Regions from separate parts of the Sus scrofa genome. Here all the other regions are linked to region 2. Evidence: chromatin contacts called from public Hi-C data. All regions are on one chromosome and are shown on one strand. Each heading gives the region's core, a stretch centred on a gene start, on an enhancer-like site or on the middle of the called end of the contact. The rest is flanking DNA. Distances are from core to core; before and after follow the strand shown.

Region 1 (3,613 bases), core at 285-2,784, 550 kb after region 2:
CCTGCTCCTGCAGCTGTCTGTCTTCCTGTCACTGCAGCACTCTCTCTGCTGAGGAGCTCTGGACAGAGAGGGTCACTAGGGCAACCACGGAGCAGTGGGGCCCAAAGGGCCATGAGCAGGGGATCTGAGGCTAAGTTCAGGCCCCAGCTTTGCGGCTGAGGAGTCATGAGACCTGGTGTGATTCCCTGCTCCCTAGAGCCTGCCAGGTAGAAGAGTCTGTCTTTCCTGGGAAGGTCAAGTGGCCCCCAGCATCCAGAGGTCTCTGGAGGCCCTGAGGAAGTGGAAACGGTGGGCAGACCATGTGAAGGGGTCTCGAACCCCTTCTGAGCATCCCCTGCCCTCACATGGAATCGGTCTCCTGCTGAAGATGAGGTACAAAATGCAGAGAACTGGGCTAAACTCTGTGATACCTAGATTCCAGCCCTGGGACTTCGTCTCCAGGGCTGGAATTTCCTGTTGTTGAAAATACCAGAAGTGAGGGGGACAAACCAGCTGACCTGTCCTGGCGTGGATTTTGCTCTGGATATAACATTCCACGAATGAAACAAATAGGATTAGGATTTTTGACCATTTTACCAGTCTAACAATTTACAATTTGTGCAGGCTCCCCTCCTTCCCACTCCTCCTACTAAAAAGAAAACATAGCTGTTAAAAGAGATCGAGTAAGGCGGGCTCTCTAACTAACTAAGGAGCCCCCCCACTCCAAGGGAACAATACAAGCTACCCACTGAAGGCAGTGAAACCAAACCAAGGATCAGGCTACTCACCAAACCCCGCTATCCCTGATGTCGACGAGCTGTGGTGGCAGCACCACCATGACACGACACTGGTGGCAGAAGAGGCAGGTAGAGAAGCTGCAGCCCCCTCCCCGAGAAAGACTGAAAATAGCAGAGACCTCACTTCTTTCAGACGGACTTGTCTGGATCTTAGCTTCCCCAATCCACCAGCTGTTGTAGTTTTTCCCACAGCAGCAGGGGTACTCCTGCTCAGGGGATAACTGCTTTTCAGACAATCACAGGCCTCAAAGAGCTTATCTGCTGCTCCATTTACTTTAAACCTGCTCACTCAAAACTCACACTTAAACTGTCTTTTTCTTAAGGCAGAGCCAACAGGTATCAGAAATCTCTGTATAAGAAATAAACTAGAAAATGGGCCACTGAGAATAAGGTAGAACAGGGGGCCACCCAGAGTGCTAGAGCCATGTAATGTGTACCTAATCCCTACCCCTCACCCCTCATCATCACGAGGAAAGAGGGGAGGGAGGAATAGATGGGGTGGGGTCGAGGGGAGACAGGAGGGGAGGGGAGGAAAAGGAAAAAACTTCAGATCACTGAGAAACATTACAATTTATACTCAGATTTAGCACATACAAATCACAAGTCTCTAAATCCAGAGGAAAAAAAATTCTCATCTTTCAAATACTTTGGAGAAGGGGGAAGAAAGAAAGAGAGAAGTAGTGGAAGGAGGGAGGAGCAGAGGGAAGAAGGGAAAGAGGGAGGGAAAGCAGGCCAGTTCCTCAAACTGGCTTCATCACGTATTTCACCCAAGCTCTCTGGACACTACACGTGTTGGCTTAAATGCCTACAAGCCGAGCAGTGCAAGCTCGGGGCCAGGCCATGGGAGCCAACCATCACGCAGTGGACTCTGGATGATGGACACAACCTCTCTGTTACACATTATCCCACTTAATCCTCCTGGTAACTTTCCAAGAGAGGTTATTATTACCCCCACTTTTGAGAGCATCCAAAGAGGCTGAGTCATTTGTGCAAAGCCACACAACTCAGTAAGTAGCAGAGGAAGAATCTGAACCCAAGCCTACTTTTCAAAGTATGCAGGCATACTTCCATATCTAAATAGCTAGGAGGTGTATCTTAAAGTTATCTGAAACATGAACAGGTTTCAACATATGACTCCAAATGCACCTCACCTTATAAATTAGACTTTAAAGGTGCTTCTTAAATACCCCCGCCATATCATCAATTCAATTTGCATTTAGTATAAATGAAATGTGAGGAAATACTCATAGAGTCACATAGTTTTATCTTACATACAGTAACAGATCAGGATTGAAAAGACCCCCCAAATCCTAAGTAACCTTTAGGGGATTCAAATGAATTTCAACTTGATCTCAATTTGACTTTCCCTGTGTTTAACACTGAGCATGCTGGACTGGCTATTACCCAAATGCTCTCTGTAAATCCACAGTCACCTGGCTGTCCTTTGTTTAACAAACAGCCCATCCTGGAGTTTCTCCATCACTAGCTAGCCTGGTGACATCAAGGAAACGGTCAAATTGAAGCCAGCTGAAATGACCTTTACCTTAAAGATTCATTTTGATTCAAAACTTGACTGATAATGGAGAGACTCCCCCTCGTTGTCACTAGTAGGGCTCTCCTAGCTATTTTCCTAAAGGAACAAAACTAACAAGCCAGAACATGGTACATGCAGAGTCATTAGGATAATTCCTCTCCTTCTCGGAAGGGTTAACATATTTTCAACAGGTACAAGGAGGATCCTTCACACATCAGATGGCCTCAAGCACTTAGGTACACAACTGAGAAACTCCAACCCATCAGATAGTCCCATAAACTTTGGTTAAATGGGCATTTTATCAGCCAGATCACTCTGCTAAGCAGCATTGCTAAGCTGTGCCACTGTAACAACCAGGGAAGGGGAGCAGGGGAGCTACCATGTGCTAGTCGTCTCCTCTAAGCCATGCGCTGTACCGGCCACTTGACATCCACAATCCCACTGCATCCTTGCAACATCCATACGTTTGGGTTGACTGTTACCATCCCCGCTTTGCGGATGCAGGAACTGAGGGTCAGGAAGGGGAAGTGACAGGTCTGAAGCTAAAAGCCCTGACCAGAACCCAGGTGCTCTCTTTGAGATGCTCTGCATCTGTTTTGCCCTGCTATCAGCCTAGGTGTCTGGCACTCAGATCCCATACAATCTGGCTGGAATGGTAGTCTGTTTTGCCCCCTTGGGCACTGTTGCATCTTAATGGAAGCCTGACTGCCTTTGACTTACGACTCAGTGGGGTTCAGCACAGTGGCCTGAAGTCACCCCTGAAGTCACCTGCCAGTGCTCTCCCAGGCTACTTTTTCCCAGCACCTTCCCCTCTCTGGGCAGTTTTTTAGTCCAGAGTGAATGGGGCTGCAAACCCACTTCTTCCTATATTTAACCCTCCCTGCTCCACGGGAAGACCAAAAATAGGAGTCAGAGCGCTGGACTAGGAGTTAGGAACTCTGTGCTCTGAACCCAGATGTGCCACTAACCTACTGTCATGTTTTGAGCCAGACCTTCGGACCCTCTGGGTTCAGTCTCCGCACCCATGAATCCAGGGTCATGGTTAACTTCGCATCTAATGGCCCTATCTAATACTGTGAGGTCTAATATTTTGAGATCTCATGGTGGATTCCAGTCCTCATGTTGCCATTGATCTGACCTCTAGAACATGACCCTTTCAACCACCTGAAGCAACTCTTTCTCTCTACCTCTGCTTTCTGTGCACCTGGCCAAGAGGGTTTCTCCTCAGGCTTCCAAACAAAGCCCAGAAAGTTCCCTCTAGAGGAAGCCAGAGCTTGGAAAAACAGCTTACGAAGCTTGCCTA
Region 2 (3,686 bases), core at 180-2,679:
TAAATACACATACATATATAATACATGTAAAACCATGTGGAATTTTTTACATCTATAGGCTTGAACATAATCTATAGATTAGAGTATGCATCCAACATAATTTTAAAATAATCACAATGATTGTATTAGAATACATTCCCATTTATCATCAATCCCATTATATAGGCATTTATAGCTCAATAGAGTGTGTTTTGGTATCGAGTAAAACCTATTGAGTAGTTATGATATTAGGTACTGTTTTAAGATTATTATGGGTGATAAATTAATTTAATTCCTATTAAACTCTATTAGATAAGAACTATACATTTCCATAATTTTCATTTGAGGAAACTGAGGCATACAGAGGCTTAAGACACCTGCCCAAGGTCACACATTTGGAAGTGGCACAGCGGGCTTTGCACTCAACATTCTAGCTCCAAAACCTTCAATCAAGTCTTGGGGGCAATGTTACATTTTTTTTTTTAAGAATAAGGAATAATGGAGATATATAAGACCTAAAAAAAGGGAAGAAAGAAGAAGAGGGGTGGAAGGAAAGCAATAGATAGAGAAGAGGATGTAAGGAAGGAGGATCCGTCAACAGCAGCAAATGCAACAGAGACACTAATCACATAGTGATAGGACATAATCATTGGATTTGGCAATTGAAAAGTGACTTTCATTAAAGGTCTCAGCTGGGTACCGAAGGCAGATGTACACAGTGGAGAAGTGAGAAATAAAATGGACGTGGTGAATGCAGAGTGCAAATATCTGAGAAGCTGGTGTGGAAATGTGTTTGAGGATGAAGGCAGTGGGAAAGGGCACTGTGGTCTGTGATCCTTGTGTTTGGAGGTGACTTGTCTGTTTCATGTTTTAGAAGGAGACAAATGTGAGCATGTTTATGGTCAGTCAAAATGGAGCCAGCCGAGTGGGAAAGATCCGTGCATAAGCCCAATTACAAAATAATGGAGAAGACCACCAGAGCTGCCTACAACAAAGAGAAAACAGAGGGCTGTGCATATTGTCGGGGGGCGGGTGCGGTGAACCTGCTTCACCTGCTTTTCTGCCCGTTTCTCACAGGCCACCTTGCCCTGGCATTCTGGACAGACCCCGATTGGGTCTATAGTAAAACGCTAGAGGCACATCGGAATTTTTTCTCTGACGGAGCTGTCTGCTGATGAATTAAGTGTGAATGAATCAGATACAGATGGGCTGAATTTCACTGAAAATAAACATGAATTACAAAATTGAAAGAGGAAAAATGCCCATGGAAAAATCACTTCTTGCCAACTGAAAATTGTTGGGAATGTTAATTTTTTTTCCTACCCTGGCTCAATATTCCCATCCATCCCTATGTCCTCCTTTAACTTGCTCCCAGTTTGTCTGCATAGATGAAATGTGTCAGTCCTTTGGGGGCCTTTAGAATAGATCTGAGGAAAGCACGGAGGCAGGGACTGATGGGAAACAGTGATGCAGATGTGTGTAGGCATTTATTAGTCAGCACGGGGCCTGTGAGAGGCTGGTAAGAAATGATTCTGGCATGCCTTAAGGATGGACTTCCTCCTTAGCTAGACAGATTCAGACATGGCAATGTATCAGAATGGAAAAATCCATGGGCTTCAGAGTCGGACTGACCTTGGTTGGAACTCTGGAAATACCATATATTAACCATGTGCCCTTAATCAAGTGACCTTTCTTCATAAGCCTCAATTGCATGATCTGGGAAAGTGAGAACAACAAGTGATATCTATCTCATACCAACACTAGGCTTCAATGAGGCTGTGCATTCACAAAAGAAACAGAAAATGTAGAAAATAGTTCCGTGCAGAAGAGATCCCAGAGAGCTCCACAGTCATGTAGAAAAGACTTTATACCTACAATTCATACTTTTCTTAAAAGGTCTGTTCCAAGGAGTAAATGAAATAATATAGAGAGAGGACCTTGACAAATGATGGCTTTGATGTGAAAATATCAACAACCAACTAAAAACAATTACTGGGAGTGGCCACGTGACTAGGTCCTAGCCAATCAGACATAAGCAGAGCTATTGGTAGGGTTTTGGAGAATGGTTTTTAAAAGGAGTCCACTCAGCAAGCATCTACCTTTTTTTATGTCCATCCCCTTCTTCTTGTCTAGACCATGATTGTATTACTAGAAGTGGTTTGGCCACTTTGGTGGCATGTAATACTGAAGAAAGACAGGTTGTTCCTGTAGGCATCTTGTAGTAGCTGTAGAAGGCCTTGATCGCTGACCTCCAGACTTCTTGTTATATAGGAATAACAAACTTCCTGATTTACTCCCAACATGTGGTTTTGAGTTTCTCTTACTAGGAGCCAAAGCAATTCTTAATACATGGGGTTTGAAAACATCATAGAAAATATGGAGTTCAAAACACTGAAGGGGTGTTCCCGTCGTGGCGCAGTGATTAACCAATCCAACCAGGAACCATGAGGTTGCGGGTTCGGTCCCTGCCCTTGCTCAGTGGGTTAAGGATCAAGCGTTGCGGTGAGTTGTGGTGTAGGTTGCAGACGCGGCTCAGATCCCGCGTTGCTGTGGCTCTGGCGTAGGCCGGTGGCTGCAGCTCCAATTCGACCCCTAGCCTGGGAACCTCCATATGCCGTGGGAGCGGCCCAAGAAGTAGCTAAAAAGACAAAAAAAAAAAAAAAAAAAAAAAACTGAAGGATTAATACTGTATGATGTCACTTATATGTGGACTCTAAAAAAAGCCAAACTCATAGAGACAGAGTGTAGAACAGTGGTTTCCAGGGGCTGGTGGTGGGAGAAATGGAAAGCTTTTGGCCAAAGGGTACAAACTCTGAGTTATTAAATGAGTAAGTTCAGGGAATCTAATGTACTGCATGGTGATTATAGTTAATAATACTGTATTACACACCTTAAAATTGCTAAGAGAATAGATCTTAGATGTTCTCACCACAAAAAAATGATAATTAGGTGATAAGATACACTATAATGGTAATCATTTTGCAGCATCTAAATGTATCAAATTGACTTTGTCTTAATAAAGCTGGAAAGAAAGAAAAAGGAAAAGAAAAAACACTGTAGCATAGATTTCACTTTACATGTTGGGGGTGACCTTCTAGAACCCTTGAGTGGGTTGTTTCTGATTGCCTGATAAGGGGAATGAAGGTCCAGGGCTGTTTGGCACTGGTTTAGAAGCAAGTTGACTAGGATCTAGGAACTTTGAGTGGTGATCAAGCACTGGGGGCTGGTTTTGGAATTGATGATGAGAAGAAGGCTGTCCACTGGGCTGGAGGGAACTGCAACAGTAAGACAGATGGGTGACTGGGTAGAATGATGATGGTGTCAGAAGAGGCATCAGGTGAGGAGGATCTGCAGTGCCTAGAAAATTGGAACACTAGGCAAAAACTCTCATTTACTCAGAGACTGCACTGGGAAGCAACTTTCATGAGAAGCCACGTGGTATAACATGAATCAGGGCATGTTGTTGTGACTCTCAAGAATACTCTAGACCAAGTTTGAATCCTGGCTTACCTAACTATTCCTAACACCAAGTGATATCTCTCTGTATTCTAGTCTTCTAATCTCTCAACTGACAGAGCAATGGCTATTTTGGTGGGTCATTGATAGAACGATAGAATGTGTATCTATGTGCCTGTTCTAGTGCCCAATAAATCTTAGTGGTTACCATTTTTCTTTCATTATTTCAGCAACAACCCTAAGCGCCTACT
Region 3 (4,010 bases), core at 173-2,672, 710 kb after region 2:
CAGCCCTGTAGGATCAACTGAGATAAGATATTAAGCCCCACACAGAAGGGCCTTAATCAACAGTAATTTCCATGGCGGTACCCAGTCTCAAACATCAGAAGTGCCAAGCAGCTATGGCAGGGAATTTTTTTTCCCTAGGAAAGCCCCCACAGTGGTATTGATCATTGTTTTGGCTACACAAATTTCAGATTCTTGCTTTCTGGCCCTCCTGGAGTCTCAGAGTTTCCTAAAATCCATGTGAAAATTCTTTGCTACTTAAATTTGCTACTAAAATTCAACAGAGTGAATTCTGTTGTCTGCAACTTAGAACCAGGACTGTTAGAGCTCCTGTCAACTACCACGTTTTACAGTTCATTTAGTCCCAAAAGAAGCTTTAGTCTACCTATTCAGCTCAGTTCCTACCCCTGACCCTACTGAATATGGATTCAAACTTTGCCACAGTCAACCTGTATGTAAACTGTCTTCTCAGCTCAACAGTGGTAGCCTGCTGAAGTCCACTGGAAAATGATCGGAGAGACTGAGTGTGGAATGAGGAGATAAGTCCACCACTGGAAACCCAAGGCAGGTCCTTTCAATACTGTGGGCCTTGGCTCCCAGGCATGCGAAATAGGAAGATAGCATCTGGCCCCAGGGAGCTGACATGAAATCAAAACCTGAATGTCCATCGACAGATAAATGGGTTAAGAAGATGTGATATACACACACAATGGAAACTACCCAGCCATAAAAAAGAACAAAATAATGCCATCTGCAGCAACATGGATGAAATTAGAGATTCTCATACTAAGTGAAGTAAGTCAGAAAGAGAAAGACAAATACCATATGATATCACATACCTGGAATCTAATATATGGCACAAATGAACCTATTTACAGAAAAGAAACGAACCCATGGACTTGGAGAACAGGCTAATGGTTGCCGAGGGGGAGGGAGTGGGATGGACGGGAGTTTGGGGTTAGTAGATGCAAAGTGGATGAGCAATAAGATCCTGCTGTATAGCACAGGGAACTGTATCTAGTCACTTGCGAGGGAACATGATGGAGGATAATGTGAGAAAAAGAATGTGTATGTATACAGATGACTGGGTCACTTCGCTGTACAGCAGAAATGGACAGAACATTGTAAATTAGCTATAATTTTACAAAATTTAGAAAATTTTACATCTTTTAAACAATAATAATGTAAGAATACTAAAATAAAATAAAATGGCAAATTTCTAGGCCTTTATCCACAGGGTAAAAAAAAAGGGCGATAGATGTGAAAACCCCTTGTCAGCTGCAGACCTAATGGTCAACTTAAATAGTGTCTTCTTCCATCTACCTCCCATGAAAGGCAGGGACTGGGTCAATCTTTCCCCTTCCACGATGCTTAGCTTGGTGATCAGGCCTCTCAGACCAGGGGCAGGGTCAAAATATGGGTCGTATTGCCCTCTGGTGGATTTAAATGGAAAGGGCATGGTTTTCAAATGGGCTACAAGGCTACAAAAAGCAAAGTCATGGAATCCTAAAATTCCAGAAGTGAAAGGGATCTTTGAGACTGTTTGGTCTAACATCCTCATTTATATATGGAACAGTGATAAAGGTCCAAGAGGAAAAGTGACTTGCCTGAGGTCATACCAAGAACAAGAGCTAGGACCAGCCCCCAGCCCCTAATGCCCACCCAGAGCAGAGGTCATTCTCTTTGATGTGAAACACAGAAACCCTCAGGGCTCAGTGTCCACATATCCCTGAACCCTTGGCACAGCTCAGCCCTGCTATCAGCAGTAGCACTTTAGCTGAACTCTGCCCAAGACTAGGTAATTTCCCCAACCCAGTTATACTGTCAAAAAGTTGTTACTTCTTTTTAAAACCTAACATGTCAATGTTTTGATTTCAATAAACAATCCAAGCTATAACTATGGCAACTTCTTAGAAATTTAAAGTGTTCTCAAGCATGACTGGATAATTCTAAGAGAAAAGAACAAGAGAATGTCTGATTTCTGCACAAATTGGAGAAGCCCTTTTTTTCAGACCCCAATCTCTCCCACAGCCTATGAAAATAAAACAATTGAGAGGAATTAAAAGCAAATCACCTTCACATCAACACAGCTGCCAACCTGAACCCGACATATATATAAGACCCCACATGCTAACGGTGCCCGATTAGCCATATTAATCAATCTAAAAAGAAGTGGGTTGTGTTGAGTCTTTGCAGTGGAGAGGAAATGTCCCATTCAGGACAATTCCTAGAGGTTTTTTGTTTTGTTTTCCTTTAAATCCCTTTGGAACCTGAACAGGTGAGAGGGAAGATCTCATTTAAGGTAGGGCTCAAATAAGCCACCTGAGTTCTGTCCCTAGAGTGGGCAGATGGGACCTTGAATACCAGCTCTTTCACGGGTAACAGGGAAGGTCCTGCCAGCCTTGCAAGGATACTGAGACAATCTTGTGAACTTCTACTCAGATCACAAACCTCACAAAAATGTGCAGAATTTTAATCACCCACTTGGGTATTCCTACTGTTTCTAGATAGGACCCTGAAGCTTAGTCTGCTTCAATCCTCTATTTCTTTTTCTACTACTACTCAAAATGACAATATCGGGTATTGTTTACAGTAACACTATTCTAAAAGGTTTGCATGGCTTAACCCAACCCCCACCAGAACACTCTGCAGAAGGCAATATTAATTATCCCCATTTTACAGATAAAAAAGACTGAAGATCACCAAAGTTCACTCATCCAAGATCAAACAGCTCATAAGTGACAGAACTTGAAGCCACGTCCACCCGACCTCAGAGTCCACACTCTTAAATCCAGCCCCACTGGGAAGACAATTTTTATCATCCCTTAGCTAAATTCCAGCAGGGTGTGGGACATCACTCCAGAAGTAGAGGTCAAAATCATAAAATGTTCTGTTTGGGTGTAAGCCCAGTGTCTTCCCAAAGTCACTTCTAAATTGAATGTTCATGCCCATTCTAAGCATTTTTGTTCCCCCTCTGCTTCATTCTAGCAATACAGGTGTATATTTGTAATCACAGTCAGATAGGAAGTGACATCAGGTTGGGAGCACATTTGAGGTTTCCTCCTTCAGGAAACAATATGATGTTTAGGAGAACTAAAGGCTTTGGAGTAAGACAGACCTGGATTTGAGACCCAGCTCTGCTGCCTCTGCTCCCTGTCTGTCTTTGGATATTTACAATAATTCCCACGTGTCCATGAGTGATATGGTCAGAGACCCAAATGATGCCTGAAACCGGGGATGGTGATGAATCGTTTTCTGCTCAAATCTGATGCCTTTTCCATCTTAAGGAGGCACTTATCATTCACTTGGCTGTAACTTTTGCCGTTTGAGGTGTGAGGGCAAAACTAGCACAGATTTCTTTTTCTTTCTTCACAATTTCACAGATGGAAGATTCTGTCTTACTATAGATTTTAGTAACCTCAGCATATGAATTTGTTTTTCCTTATTAAGTCAGGAGCTTTCTCCTTTTTCACTTATAGGAAGCCCTTTGCAGCTTTACTTTGGCACATGTCAATTGCCAGCATCACTCCTCTGGCATTTTGGATCATTATTAAGTAAAATAGAGGCTACTTGAAGACAAGCACTGTGAAACCATGACAGTCAAGCTGATAACCAAGACGACTACTAAGTAACTAAGGGGTGGGAATGGCTAGACAAAGGGATGACTCACCTCCTGGGCAGTTCAGGGTGGACAGCTCAAGTTTTTATCACACTGCAGTTTAAAACTTACAAATTGTTTACTTCTGGCATTTTCCATTTAGGATTTCTGGATCCTGGTTGACCACAGGTAACTGAAACCATTGAAAGCAAAACCACAGATAAAGTGGAAGACTACTGCAATCCCTCCGGGCCTCATTCGCCTCATCTTGGAAAATGCAGATAATATCAACACTCTACTGCTGTGATGAGGATGAGTTCAAACCCACCTATGAGTACCAAGCAGTGTCTGGCAGGCACACAGTAGGCATACAAGACATAGTAGCAATTAGCAGACACCCAGCCTGCCAAGTGCA

What was found. A called contact is a pair of places that touch in the nucleus more often than the background predicts.
Region 1: a contact with region 2 is called in a Hi-C map of embryonic fibroblasts, with 2.0 times the contacts expected there. The contact joins two enhancer-like sites. A contact is called at or near these places in 7 of 47 Hi-C or Micro-C datasets (brain, embryonic fibroblasts, fetal skeletal muscle and 3 more).
Region 3: a Hi-C map of embryonic fibroblasts shows a contact between it and region 2, with 2.1 times the contacts expected there. The contact joins two enhancer-like sites. A contact is called at or near these places in 2 of 47 Hi-C or Micro-C datasets (embryonic fibroblasts and fetal skeletal muscle).

Annotation. Positions count from the first base shown.
Region 1 is chr1:255,441,877-255,445,489 of Sscrofa11.1, reverse strand. The region is part of intron 2 of TNFSF8 (TNF superfamily member 8); the gene reads left to right. Among named protein-coding and RNA genes, the nearest start is that of TNFSF8, 15 kb to the left of the region's middle. Within about 2 kb of position 1,534, at least 9 of the 83 cell types and tissues checked have an H3K27ac peak or open chromatin away from gene starts, as enhancers often do. A contact at or near this core is called in embryonic fibroblasts, where this site is marked.
Region 2 is chr1:255,991,659-255,995,344 of Sscrofa11.1, reverse strand. No RefSeq gene overlaps it. Among named protein-coding and RNA genes, the nearest start is that of TNC, 360 kb to the right of the region's middle. Within about 2 kb of position 1,429, at least 1 of the 83 cell types and tissues checked has an H3K27ac peak or open chromatin away from gene starts, as enhancers often do. A contact at or near this core is called in embryonic fibroblasts, where this site is marked.
Region 3 is chr1:255,278,358-255,282,367 of Sscrofa11.1, reverse strand. No RefSeq gene overlaps it. Among named protein-coding and RNA genes, the nearest start is that of TEX48, 69 kb to the right of the region's middle. Within about 2 kb of position 1,422, at least 7 of the 83 cell types and tissues checked have an H3K27ac peak or open chromatin away from gene starts, as enhancers often do. A contact at or near this core is called in embryonic fibroblasts, where this site is marked.